Linked DNA regions of Mus musculus: region 1 is linked to region 2. Evidence: chromatin contacts called from public Micro-C data. All regions are on one chromosome and are shown on one strand. Each heading gives the region's core, a stretch centred on a gene start, on an enhancer-like site or on the middle of the called end of the contact. The rest is flanking DNA. Distances are from core to core; before and after follow the strand shown.

What was found. Hi-C and Micro-C count contacts between places; a contact is called where the count stands out from the background.
Region 1: a Micro-C map of trophoblast stem cells shows a contact between it and region 2, with 2.8 times the contacts expected there. The contact joins two enhancer-like sites. A contact is called at or near these places in 5 of 484 Hi-C or Micro-C datasets (the 63-12 cell line, the BV-2 cell line, the Ba/F3 cell line and 2 more) and 3 of 115 datasets of contacts at active chromatin or transcription factors (the HPC-7 cell line, the SCID.adh cell line and embryonic stem cells).

What each region holds. Positions count from the first base shown.
Region 1 is chr17:69,491,423-69,497,774 of GRCm38.p6, forward strand. No RefSeq gene overlaps it. Among named protein-coding and RNA genes, the nearest start is that of A730049N16Rik, 19 kb to the left of the region's middle. Within about 2 kb of position 4,894, at least 15 of the 459 cell types and tissues checked have an H3K27ac peak or open chromatin away from gene starts, as enhancers often do. A contact at or near this core is called in trophoblast stem cells, where this site is marked.
Region 2 is chr17:69,393,052-69,400,092 of GRCm38.p6, forward strand. No RefSeq gene overlaps it. Among named protein-coding and RNA genes, the nearest start is that of Gm49894, 12 kb to the left of the region's middle. Within about 2 kb of position 4,295, at least 110 of the 459 cell types and tissues checked have an H3K27ac peak or open chromatin away from gene starts, as enhancers often do. A contact at or near this core is called in trophoblast stem cells, where this site is marked.

The DNA.
Region 1 (6,352 bases), core at 3,644-6,143, 99 kb after region 2:
AGCTGTGACCAAAGGAAGGGGGAGGGAGGTCAGGGGGAAGGGAGGACAAGGGAAGGGAGGACAGGGAGAAAGGAGGGTGGGGGGAGGGAGGATGGGGGAAGTGAGGTCAGGGGGGAGGAAGCAGAAGTGGAAGGGAGGACGGGGGAAGGAAGTACATATTTGCATCCAGCATGCCACTTTACATTAAAAGCAAGGATGAGAAATTCTTAGTGGTCACCTGTGCTTGTGAGCCTCCTCCGTGCAAGCAAATTTCTCACCAAGAACTTGAGTCAACAAAAAGACATATGAAAATAAACACTTAAGGAATGGAGAGGTCATATTGAAAGGATGGGTAAGAACAGGGCTCTTACTTAAGTATAAAACGGTCAAGGGAGAATCCTGACAATTCTGACACAAAGGAAGAAGTATGTAAACTGGTGTGTCTCAATGGAATGGGAAGGTCAGTAGCAGAGCTAAGGATATGGGAAAGGGAAATGACGTTATGCTCATGAGGTCATCCGCTGAGGAAAGGAAAACATTTACACGGCTTCAAATAGAATGATCTAGGTCATAAATCCTAAGAGTCCCAACCTTTTATTAGATTTTATAATTTCTTCTTAACCTTAGAGCAGTGCTTCAGAAAATAGTAGAAGAGGAGAGAGTTGTGCAAATGTTCTTTCAGTTTCCACTTCTTTTTACCTTTTCGGTACGTTCAGAATATATCAAATATAATATATGTGGACTTTATTCTCTTTTCTTTCTTTCTTTTGGCCAGGGAAAGAATCCCTTGATGCACAGGAAGCATTTTGCTGCAGATGAAGGACAAGAGTAACTTTTGCAGAGAACAAGAATTCTTTTAAGCATTAGAATTAGGCCGAAGGTTGTCCACAGTTTAAGTAAGGGGGGAGAAAAGGATGGCATATCCCTAGCCGGCTCTCCAGTGTTGAAAGCAGTTGCTAGTGAAGTCTATGTCTTCCTTCAGCTGAATTTTCACAGGACTGAGTAAGACCACACACCTGGCCCTTGTGTTCAAAGAATGACTCCATTGCATGCTTTCACGTGAATGCTTCACTAATTGAGTTATTTGTGTTACCATCCATCCATATGGTCTCAAATTTGCCGCTTCCCTCTGCACAGATGGTGTCCTGCTGCGAAGGCTGTTGACTTTTTCCTGTGGGCTTTTGCTACATATAGCTGTGTTCTCAGCCTCTGTAAGGGACATACTGGAAATCGGAGAGAGTTAAAGCCACAAGAGCAGCGCCCCAGGCACTGCTGATGGGAGCTGGGGCATAAACACACCAGCGTTCTCCACCTCTCAGGTGGACCATCTCAGAAATATATCTCCCAGCCTCCTAGTTGTCTTCTGATGGAGGCCAGATGCATACAACCCAGCATTCTCCTTCTCTAGTCTCTCCTGCTTTCCTAGGATGAGTTCTTGAATCAAACCATCATGCTTGCTCCAGTCCTGTCTCAGCATCTACTTCAAACCGCTCCACCCTGAAGAGTGGTGTTACCGTGCTTCTGTCCAAGAAAGTTGAGGCTACTCGTGATTTGTGCTTTGTTGCATGGAACCAAGAGGAATCTTTCTGCACAGCAAATTGTGCCAGCCAAATACTGACCTGTGGCTTGTTACTCAGAGAATGGTTGAGAACTCAGATGTGTGCTTTGATTTTATTGCAGATGTCTTGGTTATCTCAGGATGAATTTACTGTTGGCTCTGTTTCCTATGTTGGCTACGTTGGGTCCACATACATATCAAATAGACACAGGAGGCAGATATCTGAAGGGAAGGAGGCAGAGAAACTATTACCAGGCTCTGTAATTTACAAAGCTAAATAAAAGAGACCTAGTGTGTAGAAGTCAAATTTCAGGAGCAATAGTTTTATCAGACTTCCTTTCTGAAACGGAATATTTGGGGGGAAGTACTGGAGAAGAGACACAGAGACACCCTTCCATTTATTCTGCTGGTTTTTGAAATATTGAGAAATTACTCCATAGAGGGCTGAGTTTACAGATTTTGGAAGATGGTAGGATGGGTAAATTCAAGAACACAGAACTCTGAGAGCCAGTGATCTGTCTTCAACTTCAGGCTTACTTGCTAAAAAATACCCTGGGCTCCCCATTCATATATACAACATTAATGGAAAAATATCTCTATTATTAGATTATTTGTTTAATTATTATCTTCATGGTGATACCATGTGCTTCATAAAAAAGGGATACTGTTCTACACAGGCTTGTTTTTTTATCAAGTAGACAGGAACTAGAGACAGTTGGGAAGACAGGATGTCAGTTGAAGAACTGATTCTATCAAATTGGCCTGTGGGAATGCCTATGGGATATTTTCTTGGTTAATGGCTAGTGTGGGAAGGCCCATCCCACTGTGGGCTGTAGGCCCCCTGGGCAGGTGGTCTTTGGTTATATATGAAGGCAAGTTGATCATCCATGGAGAGCATGCCAGTAAGCAATACTCCTCTGTGGTCTCTGCTTCAGCTCCTGACTCCAGTGTAACTCCTAAGCCAAAGGACTCATTTTCTCTTCCAAGCTGATTTGGTCATTGCTTTATCACAGCCTCAGAGAGAAAACTAGGATGACTCTTCTGTTGAACCCATGTATGGCTTAAGTAGAGTTCCAGCAAAGGGTAAGCTCCCAGTGAATTTAACATTGGACTCTTTAGTTGCACAATATTAGCAAGCTTTATTAACTTTCCCACTTGTCTCCTCATGTGTGGAATCCATGCTGGCAAACACTGTTATGTTATTTTCTATTTCTAAAAGTAAACGATCCTCTGTGTTTCATGGTTTTTGCTGAGGCACCACCAAATTGGGCAGCTTGATGCCGTTTTATTTATATGTATAGCCTACATATCCACTACTCTAGAAAGATTGTTTTTTATAGCTTCCTCCAGACAAAATAGTGGCAGGACTTGTATAATCATAGACCAGCCTTACTCATTTTGTAATTCATATGAAAGTATATGAATGTGTATACTCTTTCCCACTCAGTAAGAGATTTAATCATGGCCTTGAAACCTGAGGTAATATGTTGTTTTTATTTGCTGCATATCATATTGTATGAATATAACACTTGTTACTTACTCAAACACTGAATATTAGGGTACACTAACCTTGCTTATTATAAGTATAGATCCTAATAAGCATTCTTATACACATATTTGGCTAGGTATATGACACTTCCCCTGGGTAGGTATTCAGGGATAGAATTACAGGATCATAGTATATATATATATATTTAATTTGAAGGACCCTGCTGAAGGTGTTTCCAATGTGGTAGTACTAATTTATCTTCCTACTCTTTTATTTTTTAAAAATCTTCCTACTCTTATATGATGGAATGTATTCCTTAGTTCTCCTTAAAGGAAAGAATGGAGCTGAGAAATAGGTTAAGCAAAAGTTGACTCAGTAAAGCAAACCAATCCCCATGTACCCAAAGGTTCAGGGTGGCATAGTTCAAGGTGTGAGAATAACCAAGGAGTTCTGGGTTGGGGAATTTTACAGTTTTGCATTTTTAAGCTTGGTTCATGTGGTGGTTTTGAATATGCTTGGCCCAGGGAATGGCCCTATTAGGGGGTGTGGCCTTGTTGGATTAGGTATGGCCTTGTTGAAGCAAGTGTGTCATTGTGGGGGCCGGGTATAAGACCCTCATTCTAGCTGCCTGGAAGTCAGTCTTCTATCAGCCTTCAGATGAAGTTGTAGAACTCTCAGCTCCTCCCTCACTATGCTTGCTTGGACACTGCTATACTCCCACCTCAATGATAATGGGCTGAACCTCTGAACCTGTAAGCCAGTCCCAATTAAATGTTGTTCTTATAAGAGTTGTCTTGGTCATGGTGTCTGTTCACAGCAGTAAAACCCTCACTAAGACAGTTTTCCTCATTGTTAAGTCTCTCCCCTTGGGTATCATCTTTGTTTTAGTCCACTGTACTGCGCATGCTCTGGAGTTGGGATGTCTCTGTGGTTTGCTTTTCTTCTTCTTCTTCTTCTTCTTCTTCTTCTTCTTCTTCTTCTTCTTCTCCTTCTCCTTCTCCTTCTCCTTCTCCTTCTCCTTCTCCTTCTCCTTCTCCTTCTCCTTCTCCTTCTCCTTCTCCTTCTCCTCCTCCTCCTCCTCCTCTTCCTCCCCCTCCCCCTTCTTCTTCTTCTTCTTCTTCTTCTTCTTTTGCTTCTCAGGATGTTTCTTTGCTGGTGGACATGTGCAGTCATTTTGGAAAGTGCCCTGGGACCTTTATTTCTGATTTGGTGGAAGAGCCAAGCTATAGCTTTAAGGATGTTGATTGATAGGAGCATTTTAACCACCAGGGGGAGACAGCTCCAAAGGCATAGCTGTGGTTTCTGTGGTTTCCTCAGGTGTCTTACTCAGTGCCTACCCACCAAGGGGATCCTAACCAGAAAAAAGATGGTTGTACAGGACACCTCTGATTTTTTGATGGCATCTGCCTGGCTGAACACTCAACATTTCGAGTACCATGTCAGTTTAAATCGCTTTGTGTTTGAGTCATATCTTTCCCCAAAGAGGCTTTGCTTGTAAACAGCATAAGGTTACAGAAAATTTCACTCTCCCTTTTGCTGTGTAGTGCCACACACAACTCAGCAGAAATTCTTTGGGGGGGGAAAACTGACTTTGCTTTAGTTATTTTAAATTCATCCAAGTGCCCAAAATCTTTTCCTACTTCCCCTCCCTTCAGTCTCTGGAGTGAGTTAGCTAACACACCTGTAACCTTTCCCTTGTAAGAGATCAGTTGTGGACCCACTGGGTCAGTAGACTTCCAGCCCACTCACTGTATTCACACCATTCTGCTTTGTTTAAACCACTTAAGAATAACGTCTCTACTCATTTTAAAGTCTCTGCAATGAGAGTTCTGAGATATTTCATTCTCCAGAGCATGGGACCTCTGTTCCCATGAGTAAGCATGAGTAAGCATGAGTAAGCAAAGCTGGTGTCAGTGACTTCAGTATTCTGCTTAGGCCATATATCTATTTTAAATGTATGGTCTCTATATTTTGAGGTAAAATTCAAGTATAGAGATAATCTTCACTTTGGTTGGTTTCAGAATCGTAAAATTGGAGGCACCCTCAGCCTGCCGATGTTTTCTGCATGGGGATGTTTTATGGGACCAAAGTCAATTAAAGTTTGGCTTGAAGTGAGTAACAGACCCTCAGAATTATTACACAATTGCCCTACCATATGTTTCTGTCGTTTGGGTCTCCTCAAGTCCTTTTGCATTTCTTCTTCGGCCGTCTTCCTCCTACCCCCCACTAAGCTTTCTTTCTCATCATCATCCCCAAGCAGTGGAAGACAGAGCCATAAACAGCAAGGAATATGAAACGTGAGGCTCACATGAATGTGGGGAGAGAGTGGTTTATGTGTGTAATGGTGCCTACACACATTTAATTCCTAAATCCAAACTCATAGGCTTAGGGTGAAATTAGCAATTTTAAAAATGTTGGTCCTAAGTGAAAAATGAGCCTGCTTTGTAACAGTTGGTAAAGATATTGATAACTTATATAAAGGTACTGTGGTTTGGTCTCTGCCTAGAGGTGGGTGATGTATGGCATCAAGAAAATTACAAATAATTCTCTTTAGACACAGATTTCATAATCTCCTTGTAACCTACTGGTAAGACTTCCACGGAGAATTCTTTCTTCTCTACCTCACATCCCAGAGGCTCTGGCCGTGCTAGGTAAGGACCCAACCACTGAGCATAGCCCCCGGCCCAAGAATTATCATTCTGAGTTGCTCAATAGAGTTCACATCCTGCTGTTGTTTTAGAAAATAAAACAAATCCAACATAAAGCAACAGAAAGCGCACATAACAGACACATAGCAAACACCCTCTATTATTTCTGCAAAGTGATTTTTCTTTCTGAAGTAGCTTGAGATCATGATTTGGCTCAAACTTTTTATTTTATGAATTAAAGGTTGAAAATGAGAGTTCATGTTGAATTACTGTGATCATTAAACTATTATAAATGACTGTGTTGACATTCATTCACAGCTGATTGGATTTGTGACCATAAGCAAACGGACATTTGTTTACCCTCTTTGTTCTCATTATTTCAGAGAAAGAGGATTATTATACCAATCCCATTTTCTGTCAGTCAGTCCAGTACGGTACTGGCATCAGGATGTTGTCATTACTCAAATAGATCCAGAGGAGTCCCAAGGACTAATGAAGAGGAAGCTGTGTAGACGATCTCTTTTAATACTAGCTAGATAGCAATGCCAACCCCACCCGGTGGTCTCTCTCTGAAGCAGGACAAACCTTTTGTTCTATAATAGGAGAAGGCCTTTCTGCCTTTGATTTGTGTCCTTTAAGATGTCTCCTTCTCTCTTACTTGCCTTCCCAGGGTGTGTA
Region 2 (7,041 bases), core at 3,045-5,544:
GGTTGGTCAGCTGTGCTTAGAGATCCTGCTGGCCTTCCCCCGCTCTTTAGTATAAGTCTTAGATTCTTAGATTCGCGTTCTACTTCTCTCCCTCACAAGCTCTGCTGCTCGAATGATCTTCTTTAAATGCTTTGGTCGAAATTTATTTTGAGACCAGAGAGAGATGGCTCAGTGTTCAGAGCACTGGCTGCTTTTCTGGAGGTCACAGGTTTAATCCCCAGCAGCTCACAACTGACTGTAACTCCAATTTGCAGCTGGGCAGGATGGCAACATGCCTTTAGCCTCAGAATGAGGGAGGCAGAGGCAGGAGGATCCCTGAGTTCAAGACCAGCCTGCTCTACAGAGCAAGTTCGAGGCCAGCCAGGGTTACACAGAGAAACCCTGTCTTGAAACACCAACAAATATATATATATGTTTGATTCCCTATTCCCTGCCCAATTTATATCATTCTTTTGTTTTGTTTTGGTTTGTTTGGTTGGTTGGTTGGTTGGGTTTTTGGTTTTTTTTTTTTTTTTTTTTTTTTTGGTTTTTTGAAACAGGGTTTCTCTGTATAGCCTTGGCTGTCTTGGAACACACTCTTAGACCAGGCTGGCCTCGAACTCAGAAATCCGCCTTCCTCTACCTCCCAAGTGCTGAGATTAAAGGCGTGCGCCACCACGCCTGGCTCACTTTATATCATTCTTATTTCAAAAAATATAAAGAAATGTAACCTTGGAATTAAATATAATTGCCATAATGTATCATTGACAGAATGTCAAAGACAGAAGGCGAGCATTTGGTGAGCCTGATCACGGTTCACTGTTAGCGTATTGACACGTAATTGAACAGAGCATATGAGCACCATTCTCCTAAATCCAGGAATTCTTTGGCTATGCTGTTCTTGCTACAATCTCCTCACCAACAGGAAGTGCTCTGGATCAGTAGGTACTGGAGTGAACAAGATGAAGGTCTGAGTACCCACTGATAGATATAATGTGGCTCTTCGAAAAGAGAAATGAAAAAACAAGAGACAATTTGTTTTAGAGACTCCATAATTAATCATGTCCGCCAAACTTCTGGAAGCTATGAGATAATGGGACCTTCGGATACTACATTAAAAATGTCCAGAACCCAGTTGAAACTTTGGTCATAGGTAACCTGCAACTAGGCTGTATGTTGATGAATGTCTCCGGTATCCATGGCTAGCTTACTTGTCCACGCTGTGAGATAACTACTATTCTTAGTAGGTTTTATTTGGGGGGCAGGTGGTGTCATGGTTTGAATATGCTTGTCCCAGGGAGTGGCACTATTTGGAGGTGTGGCCTTATTGGAGTAGGTATGTCACCATGGGTGTGGGCTTTAAGACCCTCATCTTAGCTGCCTGGAAATCAGTATTCTGCTAGCAGCCTTCAAATGAAGATGTAGAACTCTCAGCTCCTCCTGCACCATGCCTGCCTGGATGCTACCATGCTGCTGTCTTGATGATAATGGACTGAATCTCTGAATCTGTAAGCCAGCCCCAATTAAATGTTGTCCTTTATAAGAGTTGTCTTGGTCATGGTGTTTTTTCACAACAATAAAACCCTAACTAAGACGGGGGTTCCCTCTAGATCCGCATACCATCTGCAAACCTTTGTTTTGAGATAGGGTTATATGTAGCCAAGGCTAGCACAAACATAATGTATAGCTGTGAATGACTTGGCAATCCTGAGGGTTTTTTTCTCTCTCTGCTTTCCAAGTGATATAATTACAGACATGTGCTGCCACGCCAGGCTACCATTTGTGCCTGGAAGAGGAGGAGGAGGAGGAAGAAGAAGAAGAGGAGGAAGAAAGGCTGAGACCTTGGTTCTTTTACTTGTCTCAATTATAAGCAACCAGAAATACATCTGTTTGGTTTATATAAAGCTTTGGCTCTTTGTAAAACTCTAGCACAAGTGGATATGATTCAGATTTGTCTTCAAGTTCGCCATATATGATTTTTCTGCTCATTCTCGTCCAGTGTGTGGTCCAACCTTGTTCCATGACAAGTGAACTTTCACACAGCCATTGTACTTCTGGATCTGAAGTTTTTGCAATTGTAATTGTCTTCTTTCTATGACTACACTTGGAAGATATTTGTACAAGTTACAAAATCAGTGTGGTATTTGGAGTATAAGCCTTGGTCTGTGAGAACTGGTCTGAGTTCTGCCTCTGAGTAAGTGGTGTTGGGGAGAGCGGCTTTCCAGATTTAACTAACTCATGAAATGGAATAATAACATAGGAATCACATAGAATACCTGGTGCCATGGTCTGGATATGGTTTGGATACCTCCTCAGATAGTGGCAGAGTGGAGCTCCAGACAATGGGACTGCTACTGAATGTGGTGAGCGTCTGTTACTGTGGCAGCTCCCTAGAGAGCTCAGACATGGGAGCATGCATGCATTTGGGCTGACAGTTTTACAGTTTCTGCCATGGTCACTTGTCTCTATTACTTCAGGTCTGTGGCCCCACAGGCAATCCTGGGGCCATGAAATAATAGCCTCACAGCAGGCATGAAGTATGGAGGTGTGTTGGTGACTCAGGCTCAGGGGTTTCAATAACCTCTTCCACGAAAGGCTCCAGTGATATACCTCCCTTCCACCAACCCCAGAGCCTAAAGCTTCATCCATTCCCAAGAGCACTATTGGTGACCAACCTATAAGCCTTTAGGGGACAAAGAGCATAGAAATAGCCCACCTCTCTAAAAAGTTCCTGCTTTGAAAAGTGATTAGGTTCAGGCAAGGCTCCATGATAGGATTCATACAGCTTTATACAAAAGGGGAGGGGTGTCATAGAGACATGCATACATGCACACAAGCACATGCTCCCTGTCTTTTGCCATATGAGGCCTTGTGATGATTTCTCAGCAAGAAAGACATCGTGAGCCAAAATCAACTCCTTTTCTTTAGAATTTGATCGTTTGGTGATATTGTGTTATTGACAACAGAAAATAGATTATATTCGTGGGGGAGACACTCCAGCTGCGAGCATGAGCCTCCACCATCCTAGATCGGTTCCTTTGTCCCGAAGAAACAGAATACACTTGGGCCTTTAGGACTGTCTCGGTTATTTCCACTGCAAGCCCATTCTTCTGCAATTATTTGGCTTATCCTCCAGGAACTTTTTAATGAAACCACTTGAAAATGTCCAGACCTCTCAGTCCAAACAGCGCTAACCGTGATCGTTTAAGAGGGGGCGCTGCTGAGAGCAGGCAGGTCACCCCTGTACTCGGAAATGAAAAGATTCCACAAGTGGCCACAGCTCCCAGCAAAAGACCTCACTTGGTGTGGTCGGGTGTCTTAGCCCAGGCTTTCCGACCACTGCTTTGAGAACGCATACTTCCTGGCTGCCAGCAAGGAGGTAGACAGGCCATGGGAACAGTTGAGGATGTTTTGGTGTTTTGTTTTGTTTGGCTGCCTCCGCCTTTATGCAGTGGTTTCTTAACCTTTTCCATTCGGGGCCAGAATCTAGCAAGCCACAGTTGTTACCCCGCCCCCCCCCAACCCCCCCCCAACCCCCCAACCCCCCCCCCAACCCCCCACCCCCCCCCCCCGTGCAAATAGTCGCACTTTCACTTTCTCTTATCTTGCACAACAAACAGCAACTGTTTCTGTTGATAGAATTCACTATCCCTTGCTACACGCACGCGGGCACAACTCTTTGGAGCCATTTGGACCCAGTTTTTTTAAAAGAGAAAAACAAAACAAAACAAAACAACAACAACAACAAAAAACCATATAGGTTTTGTAAACATTCATGATAATGTGCTGAAATATGTTGGTCCTACTATGTGCTACTGCTCCCCCAACCACTCCTCCACCAAACAATAAATAAAAACAGGAAAAGTAGTTTGTTAAGTTTGTTTGTTTGTTTGTTTTGCTTTACATAATTGTAGTTCAAACCCTATTATGCCAAAATAAAATAGGCAGGGTTCAGTTTTACTTTGCTGTCCCACAGAGCAAACTGGAGAGAAGTGGAGAAACAGACACACTAAATGGAGAGATTTATGATCCTTACCGGAGTAAAATAGTTAACAGAAATTGGAGACCATCTCCTTTGGCTAGAATGAGTATGGCTTCTTGAATTTCAGTTATTTTAGTTGCTAACTTAGGTGTTCATCTCAGTCCCTCTAAGAACAAGCGTACTTAGTTTATTTTACTCAGTTATTCAGACAGACAGACAGACAGACTGTTATTTCCTTCCTGTGGAGAGCCTTCCCTTGCCTCTCAGGCATGGACATTCCTGTTCCTCTTGAGGCAAGGACTGTGGGACAGGCTTGTGTTAAAGATTCCGCAAAGCTGGTCAGCTGATCCAAAACCCCGTGATGATGGCCAAGTGACCTTGAACTGTCTTTAGCTCCTCCGTAGCCACTTGTTGATCTAAACTTTGTGCCTTTCACAGGATCCCCAGCTCAAGGCTAAGACTGTCAGCAGACCCTACATGAAACCTCCAAGGAGGTTTTTCTGCTGTATGGTAACCCTCGGACCTGGTAACATTTCCATCAATACCTTCCCAAAGTGTCTTGATTTGTTGCTCTCTTTTGGTCTGTAATTGTAAAAACCCCCAGAGAATTGTTACACAGTTGTGACTTAGCGTTGGCTGTCATCTGAATCCGTGTCCTCGAGTTCTGATCATTCATATTTGACTTGAGAGTAAGCTTAGTCCCTTAGGCTAGAGCTAAAATACAGACACCTGTGTGTTGTTATTTTTTCTGGTCAGGATTCATTGTTCACGGTTATTGTTTACTCGCTGTTTTAACTGAGATGTTTAGCATACTACTGCAAGCACGAGGGGCACACCTAAAACTGTATGACTGGTGCTAGCTCTCCTGCCATGAGGCTGCAGCTTTTGAGCACCCACATTTAAGTTGTTCCCTTCTGCACTGTTCTAGATCTCCATTCTTGAGCTGGGGTCCCTTGTGTGGTTCCTAGACTTCCTCCCTGTGTTTGGACGGAACCCATCCTCCAACAGGGGTTCAGCAGCCTCACTTCAGCTTTCACACCTAACTGATGATGGCTGGCTTCTAAACTGTAAGGGGGAAAAAAAAACTCTGCCAGGGTGTGAACAATTCCTTGCCTTTACACAGAGGGTTCTTGGACAGTTCTAATGGTACCAGGTTAAAACAAACAGGTCTAGAAGAGTTCCTGATTAGCCAGAGTTCTGAAAGGACCTGAAACCCCATCTCCTGGCATGCTTGAATTTCAAAGGTGAGATTTAACAACAGGGTCTTTAAGCCTTCACACTTTACACTTCAAATGATTGTTAATGCCTTTGTCTTTACACTTCAAATGATTGTTAATGCCTAAAGAGTCTTTGTGTCCCTCCAGAGGGGAGGGGGACAGTGGTGCATCTCACAGATTAACCATTTCAGGCCCTGTGCTGAGTGGCAGGGTAGACAGCACTGGCTGTAGTAGTAGATGTCATCTACTCTAGGATATCTGGCAGTCAGAGCTGTAACTACAGAATAGTGTTCAGTATTAAATCGATACTCAGTTAGGTATTGGTATTATGTGATCTAAGTGTGGTGGACAGACTGGAATCCCAGTCCAGGACTTCAGTCCTGAGGCCAGGCTCTGGTGACGAGTGAAACACTCTCTGGAAAATCCAAATGAACAAAAATCATAAGCCCCTCTTCAAATTTCCAAAATTTCCCGAGATGTCTGAAATCATTTGAATTTCTGATATTTGCTTTCTGTGTATTTTTCTTTCTTTAAAGCTCCAAGAAAGCCAGCCACAGTGGCGCTTGCCTTTAACCTCAACCCTGCGAGTTCCAAGAAACCATGGTCTACCCATGAGCTCCAGGTCACCTAGGGCTACAGAATAAGACCCCATCAAAATAAATAGATAAATAACAACAAGCTGGAGGAAACCCTATGTAGTGATGGGGGCTTGTAGTCCCATCTACTGGGGAAGCTAAGACAGGAGGAATCAGAGCCTAGGAGTCCAAAAGTTTGGGGCTCACTTGAGAACAAGAGACCTTGCTCCAATTAACCAGTAGAATAAAACTACAGGGTAGGTGTGTGCACAAGAGTGTGAAGACCGGAGGACAACATACCAGCTGTTATCCCTCAGCTACTGTCCACCGTGGGTGTCTTATAATATTTTAATTCAACAAGCACCGAATCCAGAAGCTCAATCCACAAGGCTGGATGTCTCCGCTGGTCTGCTGCACACACCAGAATCCTGAAGAAGGAAGCTCTAATTCTAGCGAAAGGAATGGACTTTGCCAGTCTGAGTGAGGGTGAGCAGGCAGACTGCAAGCATCCTTCTTCCATGTCTTTTATATAGAGAGCCACCAGAAGGTGTGCCCCAAATTTAAGGTAGATTGTTCCACCTCAAAAGATCTGGATTTAGGGTGACTCTTCCCACTTCAAATAATCCGGTCAAGAAAAATCCCTCACAGGTGAACCTAGGATCTGGGGCTTTAGTTAATTGCAGATGTGGTCAAGCTGAGAGCCTTGAGATGTGTTCATAGCCGATGCACCTATGAACTAAGCCTGTTGTAATTGTTTAGTATTTAAAGTAGCTTTCAGTCATTACAGTCTTAACATTTGTCTTTATTATACTTTATTTTACTGTTTAATTTTCTAGGCTCGTATAAGTCCCATAAGAAAAAAACATGTGTGTACATACAAATCTGATTAATGTTTACTTTCTTTTCTTTTTTTTTTTTTTTCCAGACAGGGTTTCTTTGTGTAGTCCTGGCTGTCCTGGAACTCACTCTGTAGACCAGGCTGGCCTCGAACTCAGAAATCCACCTGTCTCTGTCTCCCAAGTGCTGGGATTAAAGGCATGAACCACCACTGCCCTGCTAATGTTTACTTTCTTAAGTATAGAAGCTATACATTCCCTTAGAGGGTGAGGTTAAATAATTTTTTAAAGGGCATTAGTAGTTCATTTGTAAAAAACGAAGATGGTGATTTTCAAATTCATGCCAACGTGTTCATGTAATAGATTTTCTTTAGAATCCCACATACATTTGTCCTGTGGGGAAAAAGAAAGTTGTATGCATGACACGAGCAAGCTCACTCTCCTCAGGAGTG